Linked DNA regions of Sus scrofa: all the other regions are linked to region 1. Evidence: chromatin contacts called from public HiChIP or PLAC-seq data. All regions are on one chromosome and are shown on one strand. The core of a region is the stretch at or near the end of the contact, and the rest is flanking DNA. Distances in the headings are between cores, read along the strand shown.

Region 1 (5,154 bases), core at 1,374-3,873:
AACTACCACGTTGTTTTTCTTTTTCTTTTTCTTTTTTTTTTTTTGTCTTTTTGTTTTTTCTAGGGCTGCTCCCCGGCATGTGAAGGTTCCCAGGCTAGGGGTCAATTGGAGTCATAGCTGCCGACCCATGCCTGAGCCACCGTAACTTGGGATCCCAGCCATGTGTTCGACCTACACCACAGCTCATGGCAACGCCGGATCCTCAACCCACTGAGACAGGCCAGGGATCGAACCTGAAACCTCATGGTTCCTAGTTGGATTCGTTAACCACTGAGGCATGATGGGAACTCCGAGGATGCATCTTAATCCAACAGGAACTCCTACAATGTTATTTTCTTAATTGTGAACTTTTCATGTTACCTTTATAAATCAAAGCATCCTGAAACTTCATAAAATACTTCGGCAAGTAAATGAGATTGCTTTCATAAGTTATATCCTAGGTTTACTGAAATGACAAACCAAAAAAAAAAAAAAAACCTAATAAAATTGGGAATTATGTTATTTCTACAGAATTCTCATAAACCAAAGTGGGTGAAGATGAGATACGGAGCATGGTATCTGAACACCAAGTTGTGGAAAAAGCAAAGGGCCGATGAACCTTTGGTGGACCCCAAAGTCTTAGGTAGAGCTCAAGATGAGAATCTGGCAAAGGAGCTACGGGAACAGGTATGTGTCTACACTGAGACTCAATCATCTGAGCTAAAAATTCTTACAGTACAACTGCCTCCTCCTATTGAAGTCAGTCTCTGGAGTAACACAGAGACTCTGGAAAGTCTTATAACTTGCTTAGTACATTCAGCAATGAGGAAGCCAAGTCATTTTATGAAGAATGTGTAAAAGCAAGCCTTGAAATCTCCTGGGTTCACAGCAGACACCGGGTCTCTAAAGATGGAGCAACCAACATTGTACCCTTCTTTTTTTTTCTTTTTACTTTTTAGGGCTGCATGTGTGGCATATGGAAGTTCCCAGGCCAGGGGTTGAATCGGAGCTGCAGCTGCCGGCCTACACCACAGCCACAGCAACGCAGGATCCAAGCCCCGTCTGCGACCTACACCACAGCTCACGGCAACGCCAGATCCCTAACCCACTAAGCAAGGCTAGGGATCGAACCTGCAACCTTATGGTTCCTAGTCAGATTCCTTAACCAGTGAGCCACGACGGGAATTCCAAGGATCAAGTCTCTTTTTAACCATACTCTTGGGAGTTAAGACCTAAAAGTTGTACATTCGTGAGTAGGAAACACTTCTGTTCTTCTTCTCCTACTCTCCACTCTGGTCCGCAACAACATTAGAGGGTTTTCCCCACACCAAGCAATTCTCAGATTCCCCAGACACCAGCTGGGTGTCCTATAATTTAACTCAATTCGGACACTGGAAACAGCATCAGATCCCACAGGTTAAGGGGTCATTCCCGCAAGACTGCCCCTGACACAGATGCCAGTCCCAAGCCCAGGGTGTCCCCTGGGCTTCTGGTCGACTGGCTATAAATCACAGGCTCCCACGACCCCCCTCTTTGGATTTGATGATCTGCTAGAAGAGCTCACAGAACTCAGGACAATAGTTTCATTACAACCTAGTAAGATTACCAGTTTATTATACAGATACGCTCAGGAACAGCCAGATGGAAGAGATGCATAGGACAAGTGGTGGGGAGCTTCTCCGAGCTTCCTTGCCCTCTCCAGGTACCATGACATGTTCACCAGCCTGGAAGCTCTCCAAGCCCCCTGCTTGGGGTTAGTATGAAGGCCTCATGACATAAGCATGGTTGATTATGTCATTGGCCATTGGTGACTGACTCAACCTCCAGTTCCTCTCCCCTCTCTGGAGGTTGGCGGGGGGGCTGAAAGTCCCACCCTCTAATCACAAGGTTGGTTCCTCCAGCAACCAGCCCCCATCTTATGGCTATCTAGGAGCTTTCCAATAGTCACCTCATAAACTGGTGTGGTTGAAGAGGGCCTGTTATGAATTAGAAAAGACTCACCTTTGTGGCTCTTATTACTTAGGAAATTCCAAGGATTTTAGGATCTCTGTGCCAGGAATGGGAAGAAGACCAAATATGTATTTCTTGTTGTAAATCCTATCACAATTGTTAATCTCATGTAGATTGGATTCCAGACATTCTAGATCATTAATTGTCTAATTGATAAAATGTGTTGCTTATCCTTGATACAAAGGTAAGAAGCAAAATAAGAAAAGGAGAGAAAGTTGGGTATCTTTTGAAAGCCTTTACATTCATCCACTTCTCAACGTTATTTACACACATTCCCAAATGAGAAGGAAGTGGTTTAAAATGAGGTACTTGATAGCTGGCTAAGTGATTTAAATTAGGTCAAGTATGAAATCAAGCTTCTGACAGCCGACCGGTTTCTAAAGTGTGGACCCTCTTTTAGGAGGAGTTACTTGCAGACCTTCGTGGAACGGTTGCCTTTAAGGATTTCATTCTGAGCAGAGGCTACAGGATGCCGAGGGTGAGTGAAGGGTCATTTTAGAAAGACCTGCTGGGAGGCTCACGGTTGGAGACGGGAGGGAAGCGGTGAGCACCCTGGCAAAGTCAAAATCCTTCCCTTACAGCGCAGGACTCAGCGCAGGGGGGCTGTTTCCTCTTTTTACTCCGCCTCTTTGGTTTCTGGGCCGTCTCCCTGCGGACTCAACTCCCTTGGGTTTGGCTTTAATAGGACCAAAGTGAAAGGGATCTTTGTGCAGGCTGTGAACTTGCTCCTGAAACGCCGAATGCTCAGGGAGCATGGTCTCCTTCACGTCCTCATGTCAAGACGAGGGGGTGTGTGTTGGGGGGGTGGTCAGAGGAAGTGGAGCTGGGAGTCCCAGTCCTGTCGCTGCGCTCTATGAGTGTCTGTGGACACAGACAAGGGCAGAGGTCCTCTTCTCAGGTGCCCCCCCCCCCATTTCGTCTTTTCCCCTCCCTTAGCTGGTGGAGCTGGGCCCTGCTGCCTCCCCCTCGGCCCCCCCCCGAAGGGGGGAGCGGGGCGGGTTTCTTCGGAAAACCACAGAGACCAACCGGGCGGGGGAGGCTGGCAGCCTGGGTTCTGCCCCAGACCAGCCCCGTCACCACTGCCGGAAGCTGACTAGGCGTGGGGCCCAGGTCATGGCTGAGAAGTTCTGCTTCTGTCCAGCGTCCTCGGCGTGCACGTCCCACGGAGTCCTCGGGAGGTCATGCAGCCGAGATGGTGGAGGTTCCTGGAACTAGGATCCTGGATGTCTTTTTTTCCAGAAGTGGTAGCCGGACCGTAGCTTAGACTTACTGGCAAATAGATACAGGGACCAAGCTCAGACACAGACTGTTTTCACAGTTAAACCAGGGAATATGAGGGGGCAGGTCCGGAGAGTGAAGCAGATGGGGCTGAAAGACTCCATGGCAGAACTGGGATGAAATCTCTCTTTAGCTTTGCGCATTAACAATAGGCCAATTAGATAGAGTTGATATACACATTTACGTACTTATAAAAACTGCCTCATCTGCATGTAAGTGCTACATTATATATTTTTGTATATTTATATATAATATATAAATATGCATAGATATTTTATATGCTTACATAATTGTGTATTATATAATTATATAATACACAATTACACTCAAGCATAATTCTTGCCAAGGAGATACATATATATATATATATACACACACACACATATATATCCTATTTGCTCTTGAGATTATAATGACTCAGTTTTTTCTTAATATTTTTAGTGGTAAAAGAGTTTTGTTTTGTTTTTTTTCATTCTTATTTGTCCTCTGTTGGTTTAATCCACTCTGTTGACAAACATTTAGGTCAGTTTTGGTCAAAAGGAAGCATGCCTGATGCTGAGCTGGGCTGGACTTGGCCCCGGAACCAGGGAGCATTACATCTAGGTATTTCTGATGGTGTGCAGCTACCTTCCAAAGTCCTGTGTCCTCCTTCCCCCCCGTCTAGCACAGTCTAGTCATCAATATCAGATTTGGAGTATTGTAAGGATATAAGTCAGAGTGTGAGAGTGTGAATTTGGGTATGGTCATTGTGAGTACAATTTCTGGTTGCCAATTTAGCTTCCAAGATCAGATTGGATTGGGCACATTCAGGATGGTGCAGCTGCCTTGTTTGCCAATTTAAAAGAGTTTCATCTTTTTTTTTTCAGTTCCTGGAGAAGATATATATGAGGAAGGAATATAAATGTGAATGTAACAAGACTCCCGTAAAATAACTCCAGCTTAGAAGAATTCGGGAAGATGACTAGACAGATTCCATTTATTACGTACTTGGCTATTTCTATCATTAAAAATTAAACAAAATTCCCGCATTGCTGTGGCTCTGGCGTAGGCCAGGGGCTGCAGCTCTGATTCGACCCCTAGCCTGGGAACCTCCATATGCCACGGGAGCGGCCCAAAGAAATAGCAAAAAAGAAAAAAAAAATTAAACAAAATTTATGATGAATGTCTCACCATAAATATCCAACTTTGACTTGGCAACATCCATAAAATTTATAGCTAATACTTACAAGCATTTCAGAATGGTCTTCTGCTCCAGTTAATATTTTACATGTCTCATCAACTATGAGATCAAGATTCATATTTGGTATTCTAACATTTTCATAGCATCGTCGATATTTCAACTATTTATATAAATAAATACAACCATTAAAAAAGCAGAATTACTCTATTGCATTTTCCCTAGTTTTAAGTGAATTACCTCCTTTACTCTTTCTTTAGAATATAATTTTCTCTTATTTTGAATTAAGCTTAGAGGTTCCCCCCCTTTTAGTATGTTAGTCTTGATAATAAATATGTACCTATAATGTAGTCATGGGTCATAAAATTTAATGGAAACTCGAAGTGACATATTTTTAAAATTAAATTTAAAAAATTATTTTATTAAAAATGTTAATGCCCAAGTTAGGAAAATTAGAAAACATAGACTAACAAAAAAATGTAGAAGATACAGAGTCAGTTACACAGAGTCAATAATAACTGCTCTTCACTCTTTGGAATGCATCCTTCTAGATCTTTCTTTGAACTACACTGGATAATTTAATCAAAAGGAATGTATTAAAAGGATATTGGCTCCCAAAGCAGTTTTTTTGTTTGTTTGTTTGTTTATTTTTTGTCTTTTTGCCTTTTCTAGGGCCGCTCCTGCGGCATATGGAGGTTCCCAGGCTAGGG
Region 2 (5,154 bases), core at 1,179-3,678, 690 kb after region 1:
GCGATTTGTTTGAAGGAATAAGCTAGCTTATGACATTTTTCCAGGAGTTACAGAGCTAGGTTTGAGGGCTTCCCCTCCTGGAAAAGCAATCTAGAGAAATTACCTATGGTTACCGAAACTCCTGCCACCAGCTAACTTATATAGTTCCGTGCCTGTGATGCTGGGGCAGGTCTCTAGAATCTCCACCAATCTGCCCCCCCACTATGAACCAGATGCTTTCACCCTTGCTTGCAAGAAGAAGCCCTTTCCCTGTGTTGTGGTCTCTGCCTTGTGTGGGTCACTCCCTGCATCTGTTTGACAGAAAGCAGACCACATCCAGAACACTGGCTGCAAGGGAGTCCAGGAAGTGTGGTTTCTGGGTTTTGTTGTTATTAATGCTGGGGTTAAAAAGGGGGGGGGGGCATGAAAAAGTAAAAGGAGTTTGGAATGAGCATTTGCCGTGCTCTCCTCGTCTCTGCAGCGGATCGGGATATTTGAATTAATCCCCAGATTCCTACAGAGCTGAATGAAGTCTCCAAGTGGACATGATTTTGCCCAAGAAGCCACAGCCTGGGATTGAGGAGACTGGGTTGCGGTCTGGGTTCTGCCCATGACCAGCTGCGGGCCCTCTCGCCCCTAAGGGAATTACACTAGTTCTTAGGTCTCTTCTCTTCTTAGGTGAGGTCTCAGGAAGCCTGGAGGAAGGGTGTGGTAATAATAGAGAGTTTGGCTGTGTTTTGGTGCCTTTGGCAACAGTGGTATCGGCTTCTAAAATCCCAGAGCGAAGAAAGCATTTTTATGAAAGATAAAGATTTTTGGAAGAAATCGTCATTCATTTCCAGCCAGCGCAGGATCTTAATATTGATGCCGTGGTGCCAGCACTGTGAGGCCTTTGTGGATTGTCTCCATCTTCCTGTAGGCTGCTTGGAGCTGGGTGGCCCGCTGGGCGCAGAATGGCCACATTGAGTCTGAATAATGATGGTGGTTTGAGTGCAGCCTACTGAGGAATTCAGGTCACTCTCTATCCAGAGAGGGCTTGGTAAGCGAATTAGATAATGCGTACAACAAACTTCTGTGTCGCTGTGGCAGAAAGACATCTTTAACCTGCTTAAGAAAGAAAATATCTTTTCAGAATTCTGGTCTAGTAGTTTGAGGAGAGAAGCCATTAGCTGTGAGTCAGTCTTGTGTAGTCATTCACTAAAGCTGCCTTACATAAACTCACAGATGATCTTATGATAAGATAATATGGTGAGGCTTTATTTGTATAAAAACATACGTACTCAGTGTATAAAGTCAAGCAAGTTTGACTTTTTTCCTCTGAAGTTGCTGTATGCCCTTATTTGAGGAAAGCTGCTAATCCTTAAAACTTCCTGGTACACACCCATATGTTAATCTCAAGATCACCCATCCTATCTCATGGTTATTTTAAATATATTTTAAGTATCTCCATTCATTCTTAAAAGAAGTTTGAGAGAGTTACAATGAAATTGTCCCTTGCTCAAAGATAATTCCAGAAGGAGGCTTCCAGAGACATTTTTGTTCAGTGACCACTTAAGGGGACTAAGACATCAGATCATTGAGTTACATTATGTTTGCTTAGGGCTCAGAAATTTCATTAGTACAGGTTTGTTTGTTTGTTTTCATTTTCCTCAAAACATGTGTATGTGTGTGTTTTGTAAAGAGGAATTTGAAGTATTTTTATCCAGAGCTGTGTATTAGCTAGATAAAATTTTAACTGTTTTTGATATAAATATATGGGTACACAGTAATGACAGAGAAATATTTAAGTCATGCTCTAGCTAAGCACTGAACTGTATTTTATCTATAGAACAATTTCAGTGCTCTTCCATACACATTGGCCTGTAGTAACAGGAGCAATTGTTAGCCAGAGTAAGAAGGATTTTATTTTGCATCTGTCAAAATGGACTGTCTGTACATTGTGTTGGAGCGGGGGACAGCTAAGCTCAGCCCCTGCAGCTGAGCAGTTGATCTTAATTTATGACCCCGATGCCTGCCTGAAGGCTGTTTCTAATGCCCAGTGAAACAGATGAAGACAGAGCCCGGTGACAAGCAGAAGAGCCCCAGTGCATTGTGGGAGCCAGGGAGGGAGCCAGGGCTCCCGGTCCTTGCACAGTCAGGTCTGCATCTCTGACCTGCGCCTGTTTCTCCCTGGGGTCGTGCACTCCCTGATGGGAAGACAGCGGCCTGACCTTCCCAGGCTGCCTTCCTGCAGGAGTGAGAACTGCCCTCTGGCATTTTGCTGCTGAGATCCCACGAGCTGTCCCAGCACAGAGTCGTGGCCTCAGCACTGCCGCAGCAATTTTACTTCTCCCCTAAACGGGGACTTTCCTGCAGTCTGGTAGGTTTTCACTCGCCAGCCCGGAACAGCAGGTGGCCAGTGCGGTGTGGAGCCACATATATGCAGCTGGAGGCTTCTTTAAGAAATTATCTGACTCATTCAGGGCAAATAATAGTTTCCAAGGAAACTTAGAAGAGAGGAAGTGTGATATTAACCTAACCTAGATACCAAATTTTTTTTTTTCTCCTGAAATTTCTTGACAGCTGTTGCATAACTTCTGTAAGTGGCATTTCGTACCCTGTGCCCCAGAAGGACTGGTGACACGGTTGACTATTAACCCACATGACCACTGCTAAAAAAAGTCATTACTCAGACAGGGTCTGCTTCCATCAAAAATTGGAAGGGAGATCTGCATTTTTGTATCAATATGTAAACATAAGGGAAGGATGCTGTTTCTCTAAACCCATGATTATTTTTACTACTTTGGGGATTAGGCAAGCTTTTCTGCCATCGATGCAAGACTTCAAGAATGTCCCAGTTTGTTTATGTAGGCTTCAGACATGTCAGCATTCCTGCATCATTATCTGCCTGGGACCAGGCTAGCTAGATGGAGGCAGGAAGAGCGATCTGGTGAGGTCTCCTGTTTTGCTTAAGAGCACCATTAACTCTTTGTGGTCTAAGGGCCTCCTTGTTTTGATGTCTGTACTCTTCTGTGAGGAAGGAAAGAGATCTGGGCCAAAAGAGGAACCAAGTTTTGCCCCAGTGCTTGAAAGAGAATTCATGTGCCCCACATTTGGGAGACAGGGCATCAGTGGCATTATTACAAAATATAAGATAATCAGCCCTGAAAAGCATGGATGATTGAAATCCACTGAGAGAATCCTCAGACTCACCAAGTCTTCATCAGAGTTGTAAAATGGTAATGGAGTGGACTGTTTGCTCTTTATTTTTTTTCAATTTTTATTTTATTTTTTAATTTTTTGCTATAGTTGATTTACAATGTTCTATTTCTGCTGTACAGAAAAGTGGCCCAGTCATCCATATATGTATATGTATATACACACATTCTTTTTTTTTCTTTTTTTTTTTTTTTTTTTTTTTTTTTTTTTTGCTTTTTAGGGCTGCATTTGCAGCGTATGGCAGTTCCCAGGCTAGGGGTCAGATCAGTGCTGCAGCTGCCGGTCTACACCACAGCCATGGCAATGCCAGATCCAAGCCGCATCTGCAACTTACACCGCAGCTCATGGCAAGGCCAGATCCTTAACCCACTGAGTGGGGCCAGGGATTGAACCCTCATCCTCATGGATACTAATCAAGGTTGTCACCACTGAGCCACAATGGGAACTCCCAATTTTTTGTAGTTTTTATGGTGGGAGATTCATGGGGGCAAGAAAAAGTGGTGGGTAAAAGGAATATCCTCATGCCTTAAAAGGAGATTGTGTGAAAATGTAAGGACTAGATCTGATTGGCACCCCACCCCCACCCCCTTCCTCTGCTTGATGGGGCTACAATCCAGAGAAGTTGGAATTGGGCAAACAGAATAGAGATAGGTATCCTTGCTGTAAGAATGGAAACCAGCAAAGGGCAAAATGGGAATGACGATCCCTTATCTTTATGACTTTGAATGTAGCTGACAAGCAGACAGGAGTAGGAGAGAAGGCAGAGAGTTGTGTTTAAAGGATGTGAAGGGAAGGACAGAGCCACTGGGCTGACTCCTCATTCATCACGAAGAAACTATTTCATCAACATGATTAAATCTTGAACACAGGGAATAATGATTTTGGTAAATAGTTCTCCTGTAAGACATCGATTTGTTTATAGTGACACAGGGGGTAAATGGATGAGATTTCTTGCTCGAAGTGTGGGAGGCAGCGAGGGGGTCTCCGGGTGGACCCCAGGGTTCTGAACCGGCCAGTGGTATAGATGGAGGCGCCATTTGCGGAGCTGAGGAGTGTGGGTGAGTGTAGGTTTGGGGACAAGAGGCAGAGTTTGATTTTGCACACATTTAGTTAGAAGAGCAAATGCTAGTATCTGGTAAGCATTTGGGTGAATTGGTCTGAAACTTGGGTGGAAGATCTGTTTAAGTGCAGTGTAGGAATAAATGTGATTTTTCCAAGGAAACGACATACAGGGAAAAGAAAGCGATTGAAAAGATTGGTCAGAAGTTCCCTGGTGGCTCAGCAGGTTAAGGATCTGGCGTTGTCCCCGCTCGGTGTGGGTTCTATCCCTAGCCAGGGAACTTCCTTGTTTTGTGGGCGTGGCCAAAACAACAAAAAGAAAGGGGCCAGAACTCCTTAACAGGGGAAGGCAGAAGGAAGCCCGAGGTGTAAGAGAACAAAAGATGTCTGGCTATTCTGACTGCAGGACAGGAAGCTTTCCTCACCAGGAAAGGACAGATGATATGCATCCTGAAATCTTGGAGGGTTGGAATCCAAACCAAAGGCAAAAAGAAAATTCACAGAAAGAAGAAAGTACTTGGACCTCCGTTGGGGGAGGTGCTGAAATGCTGGGGAGACAGGAGGGAGCAACCGCTTGTCAGCTGCTGTTCCTCCCTTGGGGCTAAGAGGGTGTGTGTGTGTGTGTGTGTAGGGGGGGGACCCTGACTCCCCCTGACACAAGCCTCAGGGTCGGAGCCTGGAAAGTCAGGCCCTGCACTCACAGGGCATGGGTGGCGCCAGAGTGGCCTGGTCCCCTGCCCTGCAGGCTGTGAGCTCATTGCACAACAGTTACCATGGAAGCAGGTCACTGTGAAGTTCCTCCCCCCCCAATCTTTTCAAAAGTCAGGCTTGTTTTTCTCTTGCTATTTATCATAATACTGTGAAATAGTTATACCTCATGCTTATATGGCAGTTCTTTATATATATTAGCTCACTTGC
Region 3 (5,154 bases), core at 1,177-3,676, 650 kb after region 1:
ATATCCAGCTACCAAGACTGTCGTCGGCTTGGACATCTTTTCCTGTGGCTGTTGGCCATTTGTTTTTATTTCTCTGCGAATGACCTATTCACGTCCTTGCCTTTCCCCTCCACTACCCGAAACGGGGCCATTTCACTCTGTCTTGTTGACATTCATCCCTTTTACATGTGCAAATACTCTTCTCCCAGTCTGCCATGTATCTTGACTTTGGTTTCTGGTGTCTTGTTCTCTAGACCCTTGAAATGTACTATCTTCTTTTTGGCTTGTATTTTGGTGTCTTGTTTTAGAAATCTAATTCACTCTTCACTAAAGTTCATTTAATTATGTTTAACAGCTGTCTTGTGTTTGGCTCAGCAGTTAGGGGGCATAATGATGTAGCATCTGTGAAGAGAGAGAGCCCATTCATTCGGTGGGAGATGTCCTGAGCTAATAAATTAGGACCAACTCACAAAGGAGACAGAAAGGGAAGAGTTTGGAACCCAAGACATGAAAAGGAGCTCAAGGATCCCGCCCTTTTAGAGGGGCACAAGGCCTTTAATGCTCTGTGATGTGAAGCGATTTTTATGCAGCCATTAACACCTAACTTGTAATTAGCAGTTGAGAACATGCCAAGGTAGATGGAGGACAAGCAAGGGAGCCCTTGAGTTAGTAAATGAGTTAAACTGAGTCAGAAACCTGTTGTTGGGAGAGGGAGATCCCATTTCAACACTGCTTGCTTGCTTGCTTTTTTTTTTGGTCTTTTTAGGGCTGCTTATGGAGGTTCTCAGGGTAGGGGTCCAATCAGAGCTGTTGCTGCCCACCTACACCAGAGCCACAGCAACACGGGATCCGAGCTGCGTCTGTGACCTATACCACAGCAACGCCGGATCCTTAACCCACTGAGCAAGGCCAGGAATCGAACCCGAAACTTCATGGTTCCTAGTTGAATTCGTTAACCACTGAGCCACGATGGGAACTCCCACACTGCTTTCAAGTGGATTATTTCCAGGTTTATAGTTCAAAGTATTTTATCGATAATGCTGAATAATAATCCTGAATAGTCACTATAGGCCAGGCACTTTGCCTGAGCCTTTTATATGTATTATCTCATTTTGTCAAACTTATGAGCAGGTGACATCATTATGCCATCTTCCAAATGAGAAAACAGGCTCAAGAAGGTTAAATACTGGGCCCCAAATTACATAGCTGGTGATAAATGGTACCAGGATTTGAATTGAGTCTTTTTTCTGACCTCAGAGCCATCCAAAGGCGATTGTTATACATTTTTTTTGGTTTTTTTTTTTGTTTGTTTTGTCTTGTTTTGTTTTTATGAATTTATTACATTTATAGTTGTACAATGATCATCAAATCCAATTTCATAGGATTTTCATTCCACAACCTCAGTGCATTCTCCCCACCCTCCGAACTGTCTCCTTTGGAAACCATAAGTTTTTCAAAGTGTGAGTCAGCATCTGTTCTGCAAAGAAGTTCATTCTGTCCTTTTTTCAGATTCCACATGTCGGTGAAAGCATTTGATGTTGGTGTCTCATGGTATGGGTGGCTTCACTTAGAATGGTAATTTCTAGGTCCATCCATGTTGCTAAAAATGCCAGTATTTGTTCCTTTTGATGGCTGAGTAATATTCCATTCTGTTTATGTACCACATCTTCTTGATCCACTCCTCTATACATTTTTTTAAAAATAAAATTTGTGAAGATTCTGAATGGTTGAGCCCTTGAGGTCGATGACTGTGGCTGTTGTGCTTCAGAATCACACACTGGTGGCAGTTCAGCTGCTCTCGAAGTTTCTGAAGGACTTGACACTGGAAACTTTAAAAAATCAAAGCCCCTCCCTTCTGGGGTCCTGCTTTGCTATGCAGGCTTTGCTACCTTCTGCCAAGGTGACAAGCGTGACTTTTTTCTTTCTCAGCCACACCTGCGGCACATGGAAGTTCCCGGGCCAGGGATTGAACTCGAGCCACAGCTATGGCAGTGCCGGATCCTTAACCCACCATGCCACAGCGGGAACTCCAGGAGTGACTTTTAAAGAAATCGTCTCATCCAGCTCTTTCCATCTTGCAGAGAAGGGAGCCAAGACCCAGGAGAGCCAGTGACCTGCTTAAGTCCCTCAGACTCAGAACTGGAGCCAAATCCTCTGACGTTTGCTTATAATACAAACCCAAGGACAGTGGAACCGAGGTGTTCTAGATAGGTAGTTTGCAGGCAGATTCTTCAGTGGCTGCCCGCTGCCCAGTCAGTAATTCCTTTCCAATCTCTGAGCTCTTGTTTGGGACCCTGGTCACTGACTGATTTATGGTGAAAAAAATCTTAACCGTTTTGGAGCTACAGATGGAATGAATCAAGTTTAACTTCGGCCCTCTGTACAGTTGGAGGTTTATGGTGAGTCAGCCTTTGTACAAAATGTGAGCGCTTGTAAAAGTCTTACATAACGCAGCTCGGGTTACTGTGGGTGCCGCTTGTGTGCACCTCCAGCCTGTGGCCTAGAGACTAACTAATGCCTGCAGACAACACAAGCTCTGCCACCACAAAGTGCTTCCTGCGACAGTATCCATTTAGGACATTTTTTTGCTAGTTATGTAGTTTATGTCCCAACAGAGCACTTCCCCATAGCCATTCCCGTGGGGTTTCATGGCAACTTCAGTCCACTTCTGTTGTCATTATTTTATGTTTAAAAAAATTTACTTATTCATTTAAAATCACACTAACTGTATTATATGTTAACACAAATAACAGTTTTAGGAAGCGCAACTTTTTCAAGCCAGTAAATGAGTGAGATGAGATACATTGTTTTACGTTTTTGTAATTCTTGTTCCTGTGGGACCTCATAGAGGATAGCTGGGTCTTTTTTTTTTTTTGCTTTTTTTTAGGGCTACTGCTGCAGCAACGTCAAATCCGAGTCATGTCTTAGACCTACACCACAGCTCACAGCAATGCCGAATCCTTAACCTACTGAGTGAGGCCAGGGATCGAACCTGCAACCTCATGGTTCCTAGTTGGATTCGTTTCTGCTGTACCACGACGGGAACTCCTGACAGCTGGGTCTTCAGAGCCGCTTTTTGTTTACTCCCATGCAGTATGTCATTGTGGTTGAAGTACATGAGAAGTTCCAGCCTCACAGATAATGGGGTTGGAAAAGGAGGAACTCGTATACCCCCAAAAGTTCCCTGGAAAGGCCCCAGGGAACCTCTGACCACACTTGAGAATGACTCCTTTCTTTCTTTTGTCTTTTTAGGGCCACACTCACAGCATATGGAGGTTCCCAGGCTAGGGGTCTAGTCGGAGCTCAGCTGCCGGCCTACACCACGGCCACATCAAAGCCAGATCCTAGCCGAGACTATGACATGCACCACAGCTCACAGCAATGTCGGATCCTTAAGCCCCTGAGTGAAGCCGGGGATCGAACCTATGTCCTCATGGATGCTAATCAGATTCGAGAACGACTCCTTTCAAGTAACTCTTCCAGCTCTGAATCCTCATTCATGCCCCTCTAGGGATGAGCACTGGGTGTCCTGATAGAGAAGGAGGGGGGCGCTTTTATTTTGAAGTTAAGACTCTTGGTGTGTGGTGTATAAGGGAACATTTAAAAATTAAAAAAAAAAAAAAAGAAAGAAAACAAGAAAATGATTCATTGCCAATTCAGGATAGCATTTGTCTCTGGTGGTGGCGGGAGGGAGAGCTGTGCCATCATTTGGGGGACACCGGGGCCTCAGCGCTCTTGCTGGTGTTGTGTTTCTTGAACTGGGTGTTGTATATGCATGTTCATCCTATTCTCTTTATATGATAAGGATGCTGTAGACACGTACATTTAAGGAGAGCTCTGGTTTCTAGCACTTGCGGAAACAGCGAATCTGTTCTTGGCCTCATCCAGCCGTTTCCGCTGCTTTGGCTTGGAGCTCTTGAGTCTCTCCCGTCTAAAAAAACACCTGTTTGGTTCCATGAGTTACGACTACATCCATCACAGTTATTTTTCACTTCCTGTGCACGTGTTAACATCAGATCTGAGGCTTGTAATTCCCTTATTGTTGTAAAGAGTAAAGAAAATCGGAGCCTCTCAAGCTCTGGTGTGGGCAGAGAATCCCCAGAGCCCTTGGGGTGGGAATGGCCTGGTGACAGCGGCCACCACCACTCTGAGCCTGCTATGTCACATAGCTCCTGGCCCACAAGGGCTGGTTGGTTGTTTTCTTCTGCTAGATAATAGGCTGGCTTTGTGGTCCCAGCAGCTAAAGTTGTGCCTCTTGGACAGGCTAACGTACTGTTTGACTTGCCTTTGGATCCATTCCTCTGTCTGCTGTGTCTTCCTGCTTGGCCTCCTCTTTTATACTTCTGTTTTGATGACTGGATACTTCTAGCAAGGTTTTACTTGAAGCCTAAGAGCTGCTCTGATGTAGGTGCTGGCATCGTCACTTCTCTTCCCCACTGTGAGTGATAAAAGCCCGTAATTTAAGGGTTCATGTACCCTTCCTGAGCAATGCCTCTCCCTCACCTGTGTTATAGAAGAGGCAGCCGAAGCCCAGAAAAATGGTAGTTGCTGTCATTTCAAGCAGGCCCTACGTGGCATATGGCTGCAAGCCCTGGAGGATTCTTAGCCATGGAATATAATGGCTAAAGTAGCTTTCTATGCGTGTGTGCTTATTTGTTTAAAAGGTCAGTAAGTCCAGCTTCACAATATAATATGGAATGAGGTGGAGAGAAGAGTGTCGTATTCCAAAGAAAGCAGATTTGGTGGGAGAGAAATTTCGACCATAGGAAAAAGCTCAGGAGGAAGCAGCAACTGCCTGTTTTTATAGGAGGGGATAAAATGGTATTAAATAATATGTGGCTTTAAGGGAGTTCCCACCGTGGCTCAGCGGAAATGAACCCGACTAGTATTCATGAGGATGCTAGATCAATCCCTGGCCTCGCTCAGTGGGTTAAGGATCCAGTGTTGCCCTGAGCTGCTGTGTAGGTCGCAGATGCCACTTGGATCTGGCGTTGCTGTGGCTGTGGTGCAGGCCGACAGCTGTAGCTCTGATTCAACCCCTAGTCTAGAAACTTCAACGTGCCATGGATGTGGCCCTAAAAAGCAAAAGAAAAAAAGAGAGTAACTTTATTCAAGTTTAATTTTAGAATGCTTTGCCGTTTGTTGCACTGACAGAAATATTGCCTACATAGATGG

What was found. HiChIP or PLAC-seq counts read pairs in DNA pulled down with a chosen protein or histone mark.
Region 2: a contact with region 1 is called in an H3K27ac HiChIP or PLAC-seq map of alveolar macrophages. The contact joins two enhancer-like sites. A contact is called at or near these places in 2 of 2 datasets of contacts at active chromatin or transcription factors (alveolar macrophages and skeletal muscle).
Region 3: an H3K27ac HiChIP or PLAC-seq map of alveolar macrophages shows a contact between it and region 1. The contact joins two enhancer-like sites. A contact is called at or near these places in 2 of 2 datasets of contacts at active chromatin or transcription factors (alveolar macrophages and skeletal muscle).

The regions. Positions count from the first base shown.
Region 1 is chr8:71,960,743-71,965,896 of Sscrofa11.1, forward strand. FAM47E (protein FAM47E) reads left to right here. Exons shown (of 8, transcript XM_013978791.2): 6 at 511-666; 7 at 2,390-2,467; 8 at 4,134-5,101. The coding sequence ends at 4,199. Among named protein-coding and RNA genes, the nearest start is that of STBD1, 20 kb to the right of the region's middle. Within about 2 kb of position 2,624, at least 26 of the 83 cell types and tissues checked have an H3K27ac peak or open chromatin away from gene starts, as enhancers often do. A contact at or near this core is called in alveolar macrophages, where this site is marked.
Region 2 is chr8:72,648,168-72,653,321 of Sscrofa11.1, forward strand. All of the region lies in intron 4 of SEPT11 (septin-11), which reads left to right. Among named protein-coding and RNA genes, the nearest start is that of CCNI, 69 kb to the right of the region's middle. Within about 2 kb of position 2,429, at least 52 of the 83 cell types and tissues checked have an H3K27ac peak or open chromatin away from gene starts, as enhancers often do. A contact at or near this core is called in alveolar macrophages, where this site is marked.
Region 3 is chr8:72,613,160-72,618,313 of Sscrofa11.1, forward strand. The region is part of intron 2 of SEPT11 (septin-11); the gene reads left to right. Among named protein-coding and RNA genes, the nearest start is that of SEPT11, 72 kb to the left of the region's middle. Within about 2 kb of position 2,427, at least 14 of the 83 cell types and tissues checked have an H3K27ac peak or open chromatin away from gene starts, as enhancers often do. A contact at or near this core is called in alveolar macrophages, where this site is marked.